Linked DNA regions of Mus musculus: all the other regions are linked to region 4. A link is a contact called in public Hi-C and HiChIP or PLAC-seq data. All regions are on one chromosome and are shown on one strand. Each heading gives the region's core, a stretch centred on a gene start, on an enhancer-like site or on the middle of the called end of the contact. The rest is flanking DNA. Distances are from core to core; before and after follow the strand shown.

Region 1 (2,700 bases), core at 79-2,578, 280 kb after region 4:
TCTTAAAGCTCTTCTGTGGTTTCTTCCTTCCTCACATGCTTTTCCTCTCTTATTGAATGTCTGCTGAGCCAGTGGCTTGAGTCATGAATATGGAAGACACTTTCAATCTAGTTACTGCCAAGGGTGTACCAATTCAGACACCTAATCTCAAGGGCTTACACACATAGAGTGTCTCTCCTTATTTTTCCATTGCAGAATCACTTGTGATTTAAATGACTTCATTATTTATCACCTTTAACTAAATTATCATTCTAAGGACATTAGAATTACCCTGTTCCATGCATTATTTCTATGTTTCCAACCAGTGCTGTTAGAAAGAAACTCTGAAATGAACTAACCACTGTACTTTCTATACAGCGTTCTTAGAAATTTGTTTGATTTCCAATCTTGCATCTTGCCAACATCACCTACCTTGGTACATTTTCTACTCTTACTTTAATATCCAGTCATTCTCCCCTTAAATTTCCTTCCTTCCTTCCTTCCTTCCTTCCTTCCTTCCTTCCTTCCTTCCTTCCTTCCTTCCTTCCTCCCTCCCTCCCTCCCTCCCTCCCTCCCTTTCTTCCTTCCTTCCATCCTTTCTCACCCCTCCCTCTCCTTCTCTCCCTCCATTCCTTCATTTATTTTTTGTTTTGTTTTGAGATGGAGTCTAACTATACACTCCAGAATGTAGCTTCCAAAGGAAGAAAACTATACTATCTGCTTTTTTTCTCTGTTAGTATTTTAATCCCTAGCACTACTAGACTAATAACTTCATCCCAATGTTCTTGGTGAGCGGGTATGTGAATCCAAGTGTCCACAGAAGATCTTGAAGGCTCATTAGTCTATTGGAATTATGAGATATTAATCATGAATTATTTCCTCTCCTGCTATATATCAAACACTAATATACATCATAGTGTAATGGGCTTGTCCAGTGTGAGTTCTCTCTGAAGCCATTTTCACTTTCCAGTGTTAAAATCAGCCTCAGTAGCGTTATCTAAGAAAACTTAATTAAAATATATGTTGACTTTTCTTTTCTCTTAAAGTAACACTTTTCCCACCGTCCTTGACATTTATTAAACAAGATCTGCAACGGAAATCATTTATGTAAGCATTTGAATGGGGATTTATATTTTTATATTGGGAAACTAGTTGAAATAATGTCTTGCAGTTTAAGGGATTGGAGTTGGGAGAGGGTGTTTTGCCATTGCTTGACTGAGTTTGGAAATGACTTAGGGATATCTGTTTCTCTTTTGTGTACTCTTTTCATTAATGTAAAATGATCTGAACATTGTGACATGCCCTTTAAGCTCAGCTTGACTGGCACAAATCCACAAATGTGCTCTGTCTCTGACAGCAAGTTGCCAAAGCATTCAGTCTCATCATGACAAATCTCATTATTATTTATGCTATGTGAGTGCACATTGGTTTTCATTCAAGGCTAGCTCCCACAAGACTTGTTTTGTTTTGTTCCTTTCCCACCCTTGAACAGTAATCATTGCATTTTACTTAAATTCTGCAGCTTGTCCACAAGCTTTAATCTTACAAAACTCTTGGCTGATAACTATTGGCTTATTATAGATAAATGTAAGGACATGGTTATCAGTACACATCACTGTTCAAAACTTGATTGCTTATCTTACAGGGTGGTTTTTTTTTATGTTGCTATGCTATTCTGCAGAATATCATGCTCAGGTAATAACGTTCATTGGTTCTGAGGACAGTCAGCTTAAAGGAATTGGATTTTAATGTATAAGGTGACCATTCCAGGCCATGATTATCTACAAGCTGAAAGAAATACTGATGTGGGCATGTACTTACAAAGCTTTCTTCAGAGTAGATTAATCCCTCATGAATATGGAAGGGATTATAACATATCCCCTCTGTGAATGAGTAGTGAGGAGTAAGAACATACTCTTTTCAGGGTTTGAGCCAGTTCTGTCTGTATATAGATTCTTCATTCTAATTAGTTTGACAGGTCACATTGTTCTGTATTGCCACTTATAACCACTAGTTAGTGAAATGGAAATATTCCTTAGAAATTATTACCATTGTTCATGTGGGAATTAGATTCCTTAATATTAATTCTTAACAGAGAGATGCTCAAAGGGAGTATATAGCAGTGAAACTCGGTAGGAATTTTAACTTCTCTGCTGTTATATTCCTGAATTTTCAAAATTAAAGACTTTGGATTTGTCTTTTGTTTCTTGTACTGACATATTTTATAGATATAAAACCAAGTTTGTGTTCTTCAGAGAATAAAGTAATGTGGAATGTATTTACATAGATTAACACAAGTAGTATGGTACTGTTTCATTCAACAAGTATGTTATCAGTATTATATTTTTAGATATTAGATATAAATATATTAGATAGAAATTAATGAGAAATAGTAGCTTTCCTTGAAATCATGCAGTTGTCCTTACTAGAAAACTAATTTTCAGGGCATCCTATGAATCCCCAAGAATGTGTCTGTTTTCTGTTGTTCTGTAATGAATCACAAGGCATAATGATGCAAAACCACATACATTTATTATGTCACTCCCATGGGTTGGAGCCACAGGAAGAGCCTGGCCAGGCTTTGTCATCAGAGTCTCCTAAGGCTGGAACCAAGCTAACAGCCAGCGCTGCATTCTCATTGGTTGTTTCCTTCTTCCAAGCTCATTAGGGCTGTTGGAAGAGCTCAGCTCCTTGCAGTTAGAGAAGCAAAGATCTGCTTTC
Region 2 (2,700 bases), core at 167-2,666, 330 kb after region 4:
TAACCATATGCTAATTCACACTTGGCTAGTGGTTAATTGTAGTGAACAGGACAACTCAACATGAGACATGAGTCAAGACTTCACCCCTGGGATATATCACATATTAAGCTTTTTTATCTAATAATATCTGGTGTGTAAGGTAAATAGGCGTCATGGTGAAAACATGGCATACATACATAAAGGGTTGAAAGCTGCACAAAAGCAATAATGTCTGGCTTGCTTACCGACTTCTGTGATAGAGTCCCAGGAGCAAGCAGTCTGGGTGCTGAATGAAGGGCTGTTTTCGTATGCCTCTTCACATTATATCAGCATGTACTGCTCAGCTTAAACCCTTCATTACTTTATGGTTCATCTACTGGCTGCTGAAAACTTTTCAAAGCAGAACATCATCTTTTATCCCTGAGTCTGAGAGTTCGGTTGAAGGTGTGATAGAATCCCAGCATAGGCCTCTGGGCTTCACAGCAGTGAACCAGTTAACTTAATGGAAAGCAGTACTGGGTTTAACTTGAAATCCTTTTCATCAGTCATTCTGATGGTGGCACTGAGCTTTTGGATTTTAATATTGTATAAAAAGAAAAAGACCTGCGAACTACAGTTATGGGATCGGTGGAGAAATGAAAAGGGAAAAAAAAGTCATTGAGAATGAAGGGTACCTACACAATACCTAAAGCTGCCTGTTTGTCTCAAAACACTGCTGTTAAATATGACAGAAAAGGGGAAAGAGACATAACCTTGCTGGAGAATTGATCTTGGTTCTTTTCTAATGGGTAAGAGATTCTCTAGCTCTGAGATTCCATCAGAATGAGCTCAGCTGAATTCCTGCCTAGTTTGTAGGTTGGTTTTTTTTTTTTTTTTTGCTGATAGACTGGAATGTTTGGCATTCCTGCCCTCACAGACCAGAAAGAAATAAAAAGAGAAACCTTTTGAGAACGCCTGTGAAACTAGCAAAGAGCTACTGTGTGCTTGGTGCTATAAAACGGTTGTTTTTGAATTTCAAAGTAATGGATTGCATAATTCACTAAATCAGAAAGTAAATCACGGTGTTACTTTCTCTCCCGTGGAAATGTGGAGCTTCAAAATGGAGCACACTGGAAAGATATATCTGCCACCTGCAGTTTGCATTGACATTGTGTCAAACTGGCAGTACCACATTTGTATTGCACATTATACTTAATATTAACGTTAGGTTCAAAGGAAACCCCACTGACAGAAACCTCCCAAGGTAGTCCATATATCAATAAATGAACTCATCCTGGACTATAGGTAGATTGTTGGTACTTAGATAAAAGCCAGCATTCCTCAGGAACTAATGAAGCTGGCTCTCTCTACCAAAAAGGAGTCATTTAGGTAACCTCTATGTGTCAGGAGGGACACATGGCTACCTGGAGTGCCTATTAGCATATCAAAGCTCCTGATGGTCTCCAGGCTTCCTCAGTATCACAAGTACTTGGTACACATTCCAAAGTCCTTGCTAGTATTTAGCCCTTCTAGCATTCCCCGCCTCCCTCCTGTCCTCACCCTACTACTGCTCTAAATTCCCTCTAGCTCAATGGATTTCCCTATCCACAGCTACACAGGCTCCTTATAACTCTACTACTCTTTTATGCTCTTGCTGTCTTTCTCTCTTTCTGTTTCTGACCCCCTCCCTCTCCCTTCCCATACTCCTTCCCCTCCTCATCACTCTGCTCTGTTCTTGCTTCTCTCACCATGTTTTCTCTATTCTCTCTTGTCTGCTATTCTTCCCTCTCTCACAGATAGGCCTGGGCATGTTCAGTCTGCTGGTCATGTTCATTATACTTCTTTCTCGCTCTACTCTGGACACTTAACAGATCTGGCTGTTCTCTTTCACAAATACAACAAAAACCCTTCCCTTAACTATGCCATGGAGCAGTCATGTCATCAGCTTACAGAAATACAATGCTTATAAAATTAGCATTCATATTTTTGTATATTTAACAAATATCTGTATAAATAATTGTATTTCCCACAAACACATTACTGCATATAATGTAAAAGTCTAGTTTTTGGCTCCATGGAATCTGTAGCCAGTTATGATCTCTCACATATGTAATACTATCACTTGGCAGGCTAAGAAAGGAAGATTGTCATGATTTTATGACTAGCCAGGTTTATGTAGTGAGTTCCAGGTCAGTCTGTGGCATAATGTTAGATAATGCCTTTAAAAAAAATAAAATAATGTTATGGTATATAATACAGCTTTTACTGCTCTGCAAATTTATAGGGTTTTTTTCTAAAAATAAGTGAACTCTTACATTTTTTATCACATTTAAGAATTCTCTTTGACCTGTATTATACCATTTGGCATTGCATCTTATGAAATGCAAGAAAGTGGAAACAAAGAATCATGAGGAATTTATAGTTTGTATGTCAATTGTTATTGGCATGAGGCTCTATGAATAGAACAATTTTTATTCCTAAGTTTTCACTCTTCACCAATGCAAACACATAAGTTTGTTTTGTTCATGTGTTTTTCCTTAGTGAATTTTTATTGTCATATAGTGCAATGGGTGAGAACATTAGAGTCAGATGGTTAATAAGAAACTCTTTCCTTATCTTTCCATTCTCAACGTATAGGGCATATCATTGTTTTCTCTTGTCTACAAAGAAGTTGTAGAAAAGGATTAGTATTGTGATTCTCTAAGAATTGTAGAATTTATCCATGTGAAACCATGGTGGCAG
Region 3 (2,700 bases), core at 109-2,608, 360 kb after region 4:
AACAGTCTAAATTAGTTTGTTAAAAGGCTGCCCCAGACTGGATTTTGCATGTAAATATTCAGAAGATACAGTAAATGTTCTTAGGCAAAACGCCATGGAGTCCCCCCTCGTCTGCTGAGTTCACTTCACTGTCAGTGTTTGTACTGATTGGAAGAGGTGTTACTTACTTACGACCACATCACCCAGAATAAGCAACCTTGCCTCATATGCATGCATCTTAGATGGATGGCCTTGACTTTGGGTAAACTAAGATTTCTACTTTTAATTAGGCAAGTTCATCCTCTGCAAATGGATCCAGAACTAGAATGGGCACAAAATACAGCCACAATGTGTTGGCTGGAGCCTGTATCTCGGCTTGGGATTATTTCATCTAGCAACATGGTATATTACTGACTTGTAGAAAGCCACCTTTTAAACGTATACAATCCTGTTTTAGTTTCTTACAGAAAGAGGGGCATGGGTTTTTTAATTAATATGTTTAGGAGCACACAAATGGATTCTTCAACACCAAATTGTCAGTCCTGAAAACATGCATACAAGTAATGATAGAGATCTCCATAACTATATCATATCTATATAATGATATAGACTGAGCAGGTTATATATATATATATATATATATACACACATATATATACACATATACATACATACACATATACATACATATATTTATCTACATATACATGTATATATTTTATAGGTGTATATAAATAATGTATATACATGTACAGACATATATGCATATATACATTTTCAACAACAATGTAAGAAGAGAACATGAATTTGAAATAAAAAGCAAGGTACACAGGAGCATTTGAGGGAGGAAGATGAAAGAGGAGAAGTTGTAACCATACTATAATATCAAAAAATAAAAGAAATATTTTTAAGTTGCATGTTTTTCTCTTGCTTTTTCTTGTGTTTCCTGTCAGTGTTGAGTCTGAATATCTTTAGAACCTGCGTATGAGTTGCTATGCAAATAAACATTTATCTAATTCAAAGAATGAAAAGGAAATATTGCCTGACACTAATGCAAGCGACATGGTACAGTGTATTCTTAATGAATGTTGTTATTGATGCTTAAGATAGAAGCCTTAGAATGTGAGCATAGCAACATATTAAAAACATTAAATCTATATTTCTTTCATTTATTTCTAACAGAACAAAAAGTCTCCCAAGCTGCCACTTTAATTACAGTGGATGGCAAAGGTCTCTCAGTGAAGAGGCAGCACGATCAGGCTAGTTTTTATTACACACAGGGGGATGGTTGAAGGCTGGATGATCTAGGGAAGAAAGATGTTTGCTAATGTTTACATACTTAGCTCCCACTGGCACTCCCCCAGCTTGGAGGCTTGCACTGCCCCTCTGATTCTGAGAAAGTGCATCCAGATTCACAGCAAGACTTCAAGGAGCACCAGATGATGGGGCAGATGGCAGATGACTAATTTGGCAAGCCTTGATGAGTGGAAATTGTTTGCTTTAATTGCTTGTCAAGTCCAGTACCTACATTAAAGTTAAGAGCCTAGCACTTGCACAGAAAACACAATACTACAATGTAAATTAGGTCTGTGTTTTAGAGGAGGGCAGCCATAAGGAAAGGATCAAGGATGAACTCTGAAGAGATGATGGGAAGTTAATATTACTATTTAAACTGATATAGGTGACAAATATTATTTCCAATAATTGAATCATCACTATTAGCTTTTCTATCTTTAAAATATAAAATTTTGTAAAATGTAAATGGACAAATATATTTGAAGTCAGGAAGACAACTAAAGTGTGTTAACATCAGTATGTGCAACCCTATTATTAATAGTTGATGTTTCATATCATACATTTAAACTCATCTCTAATTCATTAAATGTTACAAAGCTAGTGATTGAAACATAAAATGGCCAACAGACACATTAGAAAGATTAACATTTGTGTTAGGAAAACTCGGTTAGGCTAGAAGATTAAAGACGCATCACCCAGAGGTTGGAGCAATACCTCAATGCTTATTGAGATCATTTGATTATGAAGAGCAAAGTTAGGATTCCAGCCTTCACATCTGGATCAGCCTGTAGCTCCAGCTTTGGGGATACAACACCATCTTCTGGCCTCCCAGGATACCTTGATATATGTGTAATACACATGCACACATGAGTGTACATTCACTCACAAGCACACACACACACACACACACACACACACACACACACACAGAGAGAGAGAGAGAGAGAGAGAGAGAGAGACAGACAGACAGAGAGACAGAGAGAGACAGAGAGACAGAGACAGAGACAGAGAGACAGAGAGACAGAGACAGAGGGAAATATTAAAAAAAAACCTGCATGCATAGCTCAGTAAATAAGTCTCTCTCCCTCTCCCTCTCCCTCTCCCTCTCCCCTCCCCTCCCCTCCCCTTCCCTCCCCTTCCCTCTCCTCTCCTCTCCCCCCTCTCCCCCCTCTCTCTCATGTGCAAATGTTTTGAAAGTCTTTTATTATGAAATAAGGTGTAAAATTCTTTGAGACCATGTTAAGAAGGTCTGTGATTAGAGAACAAGAATTTTGTTTTAGTAGAAAGATGACGAGGATAGTTTATTTTAAAGAGTATATTGTTCCCTGTATGGAGAAGTGAAGGATGAATTTTAGAATCATAGAGAAACTCTAGATATCAGTTAGGCTGCAGTCTAAGTGCAGAACAGAGAGAGACGCAGCTTGG
Region 4 (2,700 bases), core at 134-2,633:
CAAAGGAGTATCCTCTGACTCACTACAGGTTCTGGCCCCAGCATAGAGCAGTTTTAGACCTGTGGCCTCTCAGACTACAGTAATCCCTTCCAGGGCATTTTAGACTTAGAGAAACTTAGTCGTACAGCGGTTGATGACCTTGGAAGCACACACCCTGCAAAGAGGGCAAGTGCAGGGCCTCAAGCTGGCCCTGCTATGGCGTGGCCCTAACGGCTCGAAGGTCAGCTAAGATCTCACCTCCTAAACACCTTCAGACCGAACAGCACAGACGAGAGAGTTTGCATAATTTCAGAATCAAAGAATGTGGTTTCACAAATATGGATTTTTAAGTTTGGCCCAATGTCATCTTGGGAAGGTGGGAGAGATGGCTTATTTGGAAAAAAAAAACTATTGGAAGATTTCATCTTACCTGCGAGGCTACCAGCTACCTACAATATCCATTCTAAAGTACTAAGTATGCTAAGTATGGAATATTCTGGGTGATGGCGAGGGACAAAGATATTTTATTCCCAAAGCAACGTTGACTTTCTATTTCTAGGGAAGGTTCTGTGTATGGACTGACACCTTGGAGCAATAAAGAAAATGCCCTGTTCTTGTGTCAAAAAATTCGTTCAGCAAGCATTCCTTCTGGTGGACTGACTACTCAGCGGGCCAGCTGTCCAGGGCCTCTGCCGGGGCAGCCCCAAGGGGAGCGTTTCAGACAGTGGTCTCCACTGAGCTTCTCAGATCCTGCTTCCCCAAGCTCCTACCATGACCCTGCTGCTCCCACTGTCTGACAGGTGTTTTTCCAACTCTAGAGGCAGAGGATTTTGGGGAGTGTCTGAGCCAATAAGATTTCTCCTTAGGGGGAGGGCGTGGCTACATGGGTCAGAGCAGGGGCGGGGCTTGCGCAGCGGAGGAAAGCCTGGCTGGTTGTGTGGAGGGTTGTTTGATTCCCACCCCCCACTCCCCTCTTTTTTTTCTTTCTTTTCTTTTCTTTTCTTTTTCAAAAATCTTTCTTCTGACTCTTATTAATTTCTCTGTGGGGCTGCGGCTGGAGACCGCGGAGCGTTGGAAATGACGTTCGGAGCTTTAATTACTGCAATGGCTGGACAAGTGTGAGGAAAGCTGACAGTGGAAAAAAAGGGGGACAGGATCGGGGAGAAGCAAAGAAGCAACACCCCCTCCTTTTCCCTCCAGATTTGGACAGGAGGTGCAAGGAGACTGAAGAGAGAGCTGAACATAGCCCGGTTTTGGGGGGAGAGGCCGGAACCCCGCCGCCTCTTTGCAATCAACTTTTTTTGGAAGCCTTTATTCCCTCTTTCTTTTTATTGTTGACCAACCAGTGAGGAGAGCGAGCGAGCGAGCGAGAAAGTGAGGAGGGAACGAGCGAGCGGAGGATCACTCCGGGAACTAGCTGTACGTTGTGCTCGGAGCACCAGCCGCACAGTCGCGCTCACTCCCACCCGCGCGCCCTCCTCCGCGGCCCCTTGCCGGGTCCGCGGGTCCACGGGTCCTGGAAGCCGCCGCCGTCGCCGACTGGCTCTCCGGCCCCGGGAAGCCCGTGCACCAAGCGCGCCGCGCCCGCCCCCCTTGCGCCCCCCACGCGCTCCCGGCTGAGGGGGGGAGATCTCCTCCGCGTGCTCGCAAGTGGCTATGGTATTTGGACATGTAATTGTCAGCGCGGGATCTGAGACTTGCCAAAAATGAAGCTGGCGACGGGACTCTGGGTCTGGGGGAGCCTTCTGATGGCAGCGGGGACCGTCCAGCCCAGCGCTTCTCAGTCAGGTGGGTCGCGGTCTCGCGGTTCCCGGTCGCGCTCCAGCTGTTGAACCCGCCACTGCCTCCGGTGTTTCCCTTCTCCCTCGCCCCTCTGTCACCCTTAGGCTCCAGGGACCCTAGGGACCGGGCTTCTGCCTTGGGTCGCCCCTAGCTCCATCCCAAACTTACCTTTGTGTGTGCGTGCGTGTGTTTTTAATTGATGCTACAAATGACTTCGCTTTCCTGCCACCCTCTATATTATTGTCCCCCCTCTCGCCCTCTCTTTAGCCCCCTTCTTTCTTTCTCGCGCGTTTTCTGGGAGCCTAAGCGGGATCGCTTCTGGTGGCGCCCGTTGTTCGGGGCGTGGGAGACCTGAGCCCGTCAGTGGAGGTTCCCTCCTTCTCGAGCTGGGAAGGGGGGGGGGGGGAATCAAACCAAACCGGAGAATCGCTGCACCTCTTCGGGCTGCCAGGAGGTTCCTGAGCTGAGCCTGGCTGGCCTTCCCCGGGGTGCAGGGCTGCGGCGGAGCGCGGCCGGGGAGCCGGGCTTGGCACCTGAGCATGCTGGCGCAGGGTCCCTGGCCCGAGTCTCCAGTAGCCTGCGGGGTCACACCGGACGCCCAGCCCTATCCGGGCAGCTGGAGCGCACCGGGTGCGCGCCTCGGCCGGGGGCCAGGGACTCTGGGCCTTCTTAGTTGGCATCTCTAGGCTGTCTTGAGATTGACTTGGGGCGAGAAAGAGGGTGTGTGTGTGTGTGTGTGTTGGGCGTGCGACTCTTCAGCCAGCATGATCTCTCTCTCTCTCTCTCTCTCTCTCTCTCTCTCTCTCTCTCTCTCTCTCTCTCTCTCTCTCTCTCTCTCTCTCTCTCTCTCTCTAAAAGAGCCTGGCATACTGAGTCCAGAGCTCGGCCTTCCCTCCCCATGCTGGACTTGGCTCTGGGAAGAGTTCTTCCAGTAGTGCA

Evidence for each region. Hi-C and Micro-C count contacts between places; a contact is called where the count stands out from the background. HiChIP or PLAC-seq counts read pairs in DNA pulled down with a chosen protein or histone mark.
Region 1: a contact with region 4 is called in a Hi-C map of cerebellum, with 2.2 times the contacts expected there. The contact joins the enhancer-like site here to the promoter of Erbb4 in region 4. A contact is called at or near these places in 2 of 39 promoter capture datasets (liver and pre-B cells), 3 of 484 Hi-C or Micro-C datasets (cerebellar granule neurons and cerebellum) and 6 of 115 datasets of contacts at active chromatin or transcription factors (heart atrium, hepatocytes, kidney and 3 more).
Region 2: an H3K4me3 HiChIP or PLAC-seq map of neural progenitor cells shows a contact between it and region 4, with 34 read pairs. The contact joins the enhancer-like site here to the promoter of Erbb4 in region 4. A contact is called at or near these places in 2 of 39 promoter capture datasets (both in liver), 11 of 484 Hi-C or Micro-C datasets (the HL-1 cell line, the Patski cell line, Sertoli cells and 7 more), 13 of 115 datasets of contacts at active chromatin or transcription factors (astrocytes, cardiomyocytes, embryonic hindbrain and 8 more) and 1 of 9 other capture datasets (embryonic stem cells).
Region 3: a contact with region 4 is called in a Hi-C map of cerebellum, with 2.2 times the contacts expected there. The contact joins the enhancer-like site here to the promoter of Erbb4 in region 4. A contact is called at or near these places in 5 of 39 promoter capture datasets (cranial neural crest, embryonic stem cells, hippocampal neurons and 1 more), 4 of 484 Hi-C or Micro-C datasets (cerebellar granule neurons, cerebellum and embryonic stem cells), 12 of 115 datasets of contacts at active chromatin or transcription factors (cardiomyocytes, embryonic basal ganglia, embryonic hindbrain and 6 more) and 1 of 9 other capture datasets (embryonic stem cells).

What each region holds. Positions count from the first base shown.
Region 1 is chr1:68,830,934-68,833,633 of GRCm38.p6, reverse strand. All of the region lies in intron 1 of Erbb4 (erb-b2 receptor tyrosine kinase 4), which reads left to right. Among named protein-coding and RNA genes, the nearest start is that of Gm51744, 120 kb to the left of the region's middle. Within about 2 kb of position 1,328, at least 3 of the 459 cell types and tissues checked have an H3K27ac peak or open chromatin away from gene starts, as enhancers often do. A contact at or near this core is called in cerebellum, where this site is marked.
Region 2 is chr1:68,778,992-68,781,691 of GRCm38.p6, reverse strand. The region is part of intron 1 of Erbb4 (erb-b2 receptor tyrosine kinase 4); the gene reads left to right. Among named protein-coding and RNA genes, the nearest start is that of Gm51744, 180 kb to the left of the region's middle. Within about 2 kb of position 1,416, at least 31 of the 459 cell types and tissues checked have an H3K27ac peak or open chromatin away from gene starts, as enhancers often do. A contact at or near this core is called in Sertoli cells, neural progenitor cells and stem cell-derived neural progenitor cells, where this site is marked.
Region 3 is chr1:68,747,874-68,750,573 of GRCm38.p6, reverse strand. The region is part of intron 1 of Erbb4 (erb-b2 receptor tyrosine kinase 4); the gene reads left to right. Among named protein-coding and RNA genes, the nearest start is that of Gm51744, 210 kb to the left of the region's middle. Within about 2 kb of position 1,358, at least 7 of the 459 cell types and tissues checked have an H3K27ac peak or open chromatin away from gene starts, as enhancers often do. A contact at or near this core is called in cerebellum, embryonic basal ganglia and neural tube, where this site is marked.
Region 4 is chr1:69,106,742-69,109,441 of GRCm38.p6, reverse strand. Erbb4 (erb-b2 receptor tyrosine kinase 4) reads left to right here and starts at 1,383. Exons shown (of 27, transcript NM_010154.2): 1 at 1,383-1,767. The coding sequence starts at 1,686.